Linked DNA regions of Rattus norvegicus: region 1 is linked to region 2. Evidence: chromatin contacts called from public Hi-C data. All regions are on one chromosome and are shown on one strand. The core of a region is the stretch at or near the end of the contact, and the rest is flanking DNA. Distances in the headings are between cores, read along the strand shown. Region 1 holds the start of Smg5l1 (Smg5 nonsense mediated mRNA decay factor like 1). Region 2 holds the start of Eny2 (ENY2, transcription and export complex 2 subunit).

Region 1 (3,375 bases), core at 134-2,633, 320 kb before region 2:
TGTACTTGTACTGTTCTCTCCGGAAAGCACCTCCATGCTCCCACCTCCTTCCTTATTCCCCCAAGGCCTGCAAACAGCTCCCTAACTTCCCCCGCCCCCGGCTCCTGCAACAGCTGTCATAGCAGTTCGCCACTAGGGGCGCTCCGTTCTGTTTTGCAAGAACCCTCTTGTCTTTTGAGTAGAAATTTCAAAATCAGCTCCTCCCCCCATCTTCTGGCAGGGGGGAAAAAAAGGCAGAATTATTTTTAAAACGGTGTTTACTAGAAAGTGAATGGTGGGAAAAGTACAAAGTCAAATACATAAATTATATCATGGAAATCAAACCCTTAATGTAAATCAGATCTAGTTATACACCTGCTTCCCGAAAAGATATTATAATGCCTTTTCTAAACCTGGACTAAAGTGGGTGCCAAACCAATCCTCAGAGCTTCTAGACGAAGTACCTGAGAGATGTGAGCAGTATCTGGGCCTTCTTCCCTCATCTCCTTTCTAGGAAGTTTTGCTGCTGGGTCAGAGGACTCTCCACTGCCCTTCTTATACCTTCACTCAGGTTCTTCCCCCTTGGGCCCAGAATTCAACATCTGGATTAAGGCCTTCCGGTGCCTACCTCACAGACGACTTCCTGTGCCCTTTCAGTGCATCTTTGAGGCCCACGGATTGTCTAGTCATCGGAGGCAGTTCATTAGGGAAATGGCCAGACTCGGCCTTCTCCCACCTGGATGCTCGTTTTCCACTCATCCGTCCCAGGCATCTAATTTTCAGTCATTTTAATCCATTTTCCCAATCCCTGTACAGCTGTTTGCCCCACTCTGTGTTGCCACTTTGTTTAATACAGTCACCATTTCTATGTTTTGGCTAGTTTCTTACAAATGGACAAAAGGCTACAGACATCCGATATCATGATATGAGAAACTACCTCACATCCGATTCCCCATTAGATAAACAGAAAAATACATCCTTCATGCCTCAAAGTCCCCAGGCCCAAACCTCTGCCCCTTCACCTGGACTTCATTTAATTTCTCTCCCTCACTCAGAAGCATCTCTAACTGAAAACTCATTTGCAGAACCCAGATAATTGGCACATTCCAAATCCAATGAACGTTCATGCCACACTGCCTCAGGTTACCCACTCCCCTCTGCCCCAAGTACTCTCTGGGCCCCCTCCTCAGGAAGTGATCTTGCATAATCCTAGCCATCCCAGTTTACAGCATCTAAATACCTTAACCATAGCTTAACAATAACACACATACAATAAGAGGAGGGTGGATCACTCACACAAGCTCTTACAGGAAAACAGGCAGCTCTCTCCCTGGTAAGAAAAATATGGGTCTCCACCCCACCACAAAAAAAAATCCCAGGATGCCCCAGAATGCAGTTTCTTTTCTTCATGACGTGTTGTAAAGCACGTCAGCTGCTCCTTGTTGCTGTGCAGATCACCCAACATCGGGTCACCGAGAGACGGCAGCGCTTGCTCGCACAGCTGATAGGATTAGGAGCCCGTGCTTTGTCGGCCCTGATTGAGTCCAAGACAGCCCCGGCATACGGCATACACAGGTGAGAAACGAGGGAAAGGGCATGTGTAGGACTATGATTGTATGCTGCAAATGCTTCTCTCTGGCAGTGAATCTGTATTGTCTTTTCTATGAAGTTTTCAGTCTGGGGGAAGTAGGGTCTCCCTGTCAATAAAAACCTGTCCTTTATCATTCATCTGACTTCAGCAGTTGGTTACTTACAGGTCACAAATGTTTTTGTAGGACTTGTATCAGATTGTATTATGTGAAAGGTCTCTGACAATGTACCACTCTTTGCATATAAAAAGTATAGATCGTTTCATGACAAATTTCACCAAAAAAAAAAAAATTCCTAGATTTCGGAACTAAGTACACAGACTTTGCTTTTCTTCCAATCCCTAACACTTTATCTTTTATATTTCTTGCGAGGGTTAGGCATGTATATTATTTAAAATCTCTAAGGGTTCAAGATTTCCAAAGCAATCTCTGTTTTCTAAAAATCCAGGAAACACTTTTTTTTTCAAGAAAATAATGCCACAAAATTACAAACCAAGACAATAAAAGTACTTAATTATAAAATTGAAGTGCTGCGTAATAACAGACAGATAAAAGATGAATATCTTAAGCTACATTAGCTTATGTCTTTTTGATGCTATGATCCAAATGTTGCATTTCCCCTAATGACATGAGAAACACTGAATGGATTAAAGGCAACATAGAAAAATGATTATTTGAAAAGCTCGACTTTTAGAACAGCAGAGAAGCAGGCTTGGGTTCCGAAAGTACAGAGCTAAGAGGCCTCTGAACAGTAAACCATCAGCCTTTCCCTCGGTAAGGTTGCTATGGTGACAGCAAGGCTACTGCACAGCCTCTCCGTGTCTGCCCTTCTGCAGTAAAAAGCTTTCCCTAAACACATGTTGGATTTCTTGGGCACACACCCCATCGTTAAATACAAGGACAGCTTTATCTGAGTCATTTTGCTAAACACGAGTTGTACATATGTTTTTCATCTTGTACCAGTGGGCCCTATATGGGTTTGTGGAATTCATTAATTTGGCGACTATGCATTGATGCTACTGTGTGGAAGGAATTGTGCCAGGCAGTACCTACAATCCACAATGAAGACAAGTGAGAGGGATGTTCTGAAGTAGGATCATAAAAGCTCTCCTAGGACAACCACAGGTGTCCTGCAGGGATCTGGGAGGTTTCCTGAAAGAAGCTGTCTAAAATTAAACTTGTTCTCTTTCAGAAAGGAGGATGGGTGGGTAGAGTGTGAGAAATGTAAACAGGGTATCAGCATTGTGCAGAAGTCTAGAGGGAAAAAAACATGAAGTCTCCAGAGAACTAAAGAGTACAGTTTGCACAACAGCCATGTGTGTATGGAGAGAGAGCAGCAGCCTGAGGGATGTGGGGTGGGCAGGGAACACCTGTAGAGAAGCAGGAGCAAATGCAGCAGTCAGATCTTGAAAAGGCTAGGTGCCATCTTGGGAGGTTTCAATACTACCTGCAGGAAGCAGGGAGGTATTAAGGAGTTTAGTGGAGAAGCCTGGTTTGACTTAGCTTTGCTTAACAGAGGGCTGAAGATCAGCTCAGTGGTCACTTTCTTGGCAGAGTACTTCCTTAACGAGCACAAGACCCTCCCTCTCCATCTCTTGCACTATCACAAACAAAATGACATCAAAACAATCAGAAAAAACAAAAAACCAAAAAAAAAGAAAACCAAAAAAAAAAAAAAAAAAGATAAAATCAAGTAAGGCCGTGAGCAATTTGTCTTCTATAAAGTTTTTTTTTTTTTTTTTAAAAAGCAAACCTTGTCATACTGGCAAAAGAAAGAAAGAAAGGAAGAAAGAGAGAAAAAGAAAGA
Region 2 (3,537 bases), core at 1,026-3,525:
TCGCAGAGCATTATCAGGTAGGTACCAAAGCCCTGACTGCAGATCCTGTTGCCTAGACCATCCTTTCCCTCTGTGGCCTAAGGAACTACTGATTTTCTTCCACCCGAGGCGACCGAAATTCTTTTATTACTGAAATATACTCAGACCCCTCCAGGTAAAATGGGAAAGATTCATTCCTCTGTTCCTGTGTAGATAGATACGTTCCTTTTGTCCACTGCTCTGGAAGCCTTTCTGTTTCTTTCTCAGCCCTTTCTTTAGACATTTGCTCCTTAAATTAGGTTATGATCATAGCATTATAGAGTGGGTATATAAAGATATTTCTGTCATGGAGCATGGATTACACTGAGGACTATAAGCTAATGGAGTAGGTAGTGGATACAAGAGCTGGAATTTGAAGACACAAACTGAATATTAAAATAAGAGGAACAAGAAAGTCCTTCAGAAAATGGAGCACATGCTGCTCCAGTGTTAAGAGCCTGAGGTAACTAAAAGTAGTTCTATATTAAAACCTGGGTAACATTCTCCAGCTGTAGATATCTGTCTATGCTGTCTCTTCTCCACATTGTTACAAATGCTTTAGCAGTGTCATTTATTGCTTATCTTTGTCTATGACTCTTCCAAATCTTGTAATGCTGATTCAAACTATTATAGATCTTAAAAGTAGAAACTCTGATAATCTTTACTTTTCTATAATTCCTTCTGGATATGCTTTGGCCCTTGACACTTGAAATTCCTCCGATATAATTATTAAAGATGGTGAAACCTAATGCAGTGATACAATTTACTACTCACCGTTCTCTTTCTCCAGTTTCTATTAACTTTTGGTTAATCGCTGCTCTCATCTGCGCATCTTTGTTCATCTTGCTAACCTGGACATCGACATGCATTTTGAGATACATAATATTTAGAAAAGTGTTTCCCTCTAAGTCCTCTCTAGACAATCATCCTAACACATTGAACATTACAATAAGGAAGGGATGATAATTTCAAGTACCTTAGATGGTGTTATTCTTAGTATTATTTCCTGATTCCCAATTCCCATCCCTCATAAGCTCTTTACTGTTTTTTTTTTTAAGGGAATAACACTATCATAATACCATTAAGAACTTATGTACCTAAAACTGAGCAAATTTAACCCCCCAAACTTGCTCTAATGACACAATTCCATTTTACAGATGAGAACACTGAGGCACAGAGACAGAATGTGAAGTCAGGTACTTGGACACTAGGAGTCCCATCTTATTTAACTGTACATTAATAACTGACTACTGTTCATTTCTGCACCCTAACTCATTCAAATTTTGGGAGAGCCATATATAGTATACACACTAATAAAAGACAGCATTACGAAAAGTGAAATAAGATAATGTGATTTACTCATCAATTACAATTTATGGGGAATTACAACTGCTACCCTACCACGAATTTCAAATTAGTCTTTGAGAAATTCTCCATTTTAAATAAAAACGGCCAACCAATGCCAAAATCAGTGTAGGCAGGGAAAAAGCAAGGCTAACTTATGAGAGCATTTTTGCCACTTAAAAGTTTAAGATACAATCAGGTTAAAGTTAATGTTTTCCTACTTAATGTCACTAACTTGAGTACTTTTGTAATTTCCCGTCTTGTCTGTATGAAAACTCAGACTATAAAGAATTTTCAGAGTTGAACTACGCCAAGAGGCGGGTGAACGGAGGGTTAATAACTAGGCAACGCTTTACTTCTGTAGTTGGGGCTTAACATTTTGAAAATAACTGCAAAAGTTTAGACCGTACCATACCAAGAACAGCAAAACTTCGTCTCGTCTTGGCCCCTAAAACCACGGGTAGTGACCTTGGGCAAGTCACTTAATTCCTAAAGGCCTCAGTTTTCTCACTGGTAAAACAAGGGCGCTAGGGAATCCCTCCCAGTTCTGACATTCTTTGGGAAAATGAAACACGCCGGAGACAGCTGGAGAGGCGGGAGGGGAGGAGCCAGAAAACAAAGCGAAGACTGGCTCCAGGCCAACTCCAGCAGCACGCCCTGTCGGAGAGCCCTACAGGCCCGCGAGCGCGGGTCGGGGAAGCTAACGAAAGACAGCACATCGAAAGGAGCCTGGGCTGGGCCCGGGTCCCGGCCCTGAGGACCACGGGCATAGCTCACCACCATCACCGCGGGCGAGGGCCGTCCCTTCCCAGCGACGAAATGACCCTTGCGCTGACGACCGTTACCTACCACACTCTTCAGCTGCCCGGACTTAGACCCTCAGTAGCTCGGGCACCTAAGCACACAGAAAGCTAGACCACGCATTTCCGGGGCGGGATCTGGCCACCCTGCCTATAATGTGAGAATTCAACTAGCGCGGGCCGCCTTCTGGTCGCTCGGCCCTCTGGGTAGGGAAGTCCAGAGTCTGCTAAGTGGCGAGTGTTCGGTTGTCAGAACACTACATTCCCCAGCATGCAACGGAGTCAGCTTTCTCACGGACACTACATTTCCCAGAAAAGATGTGGCGCCGCAGAGTCCTCTGGGATGGGAACCACGCCGCTCTCCCAGCCTCAGTTCCAGGAGTGAAGCGCGAACCTTTCAACAAGAGCTTTATTGATTCTCTTGCTTGGATCCGGCAACGCGATGGAGGCGGCTAATTGCTCCCTGCGGGTGAAAAGACCCCTGCTGGATCCCCGCTTCGAGGGCTACAAGCTATCGCTCGAGCCTCTGCCCTGCTACCAGCTGGAGCTTGATGCAGGTGGGATCGGCGGCACCCTCTCGCACCGGGTTCCTTCTCGTTTAGGCTGCCATTGGCGCAACCCTCTGTCACTCCGGCTAGCCAGTCACGTCCTGTCGGTCTGCACCTAGAGCGGCCGTCCACGCGGGGACCCCAGGATGCCCCCATTTCTTTCCGCGCTTTAGCAGCGGGACTGTGGACTGGCCTAGGCATCTGTAGCTCAGGCTTAGATGTTTTCTGCCCATACATCTCTGGCCCTTGCTACGAAGGTTCAGGTTGTCCTTCCCTCCCAAACCACCTTTTGTAAACGTGTCCGCTGAGAAGCCACACCTCCTTGGAAAATCCCCAACTACCTTTTTTTTTCTTCTGACGCAGAAACATTTCTTGGAGAGAAAATTTTCCACATTCAGTTAGCAGTTTTAAGTATCCTGATACATAGAACAACGCCACAATTTATCGAGGGAAAGTGATTTAGTGCGCTTACTGCTCTTGCTTATTTATTTGTAACTTTCTAGAGGCTATTCGCCTTTTTACAACGTTAAGAATTGTAGTTTTGTTAACCAAAGTGTCCAGAGATTCGTGTTTTTAAATACAGCCCTCTGTAGATTCTGATTTTGATACACGTTTTCCATGGGTTGCACTTTGAGAAATAGTGATCTAGAGGTGTTAGTCAATAATGTATTAAGCATTCCCTATGTATCTATCTGTGTATCTTTTCTATAGATACAAAGGAGTCTGCATCCTTGACTGTCCTGGCACTTGCTGTGTAGTCCCGACTGGCCCAGAACTAACAGATGTCCTCTGTGCTGGGATTAAAGGCATATACCACCAAGCAGCCC

What was found. Hi-C and Micro-C count contacts between places; a contact is called where the count stands out from the background.
Region 1: a Hi-C map of liver shows a contact between it and region 2, with 2.5 times the contacts expected there. The contact joins the promoter of Smg5l1 here to the promoter of Eny2 in region 2. A contact is called at or near these places in 4 of 12 Hi-C or Micro-C datasets (the A7r5 cell line, the Rat2 cell line, Schwann cells and 1 more).

What each region holds. Positions count from the first base shown.
Region 1 is chr7:77,800,229-77,803,603 of GRCr8, reverse strand. It overlaps Smg5l1 (Smg5 nonsense mediated mRNA decay factor like 1), which reads right to left and starts at 1,383. Exons shown (of 4, transcript NM_001346303.1): 1 at 1,276-1,383. It also overlaps a transcript of Sybu not described here.
Region 2 is chr7:77,479,577-77,483,113 of GRCr8, reverse strand. Eny2 (ENY2, transcription and export complex 2 subunit) reads right to left here and starts at 2,275. Exons shown (of 5, transcript NM_001130580.1): 1 at 2,140-2,275; 2 at 793-869. The coding sequence starts at 2,145. It overlaps Nudcd1 (NudC domain containing 1), which reads left to right and starts at 2,539. Exons shown (of 10, transcript NM_001130561.2): 1 at 2,539-2,719. The coding sequence starts at 2,605.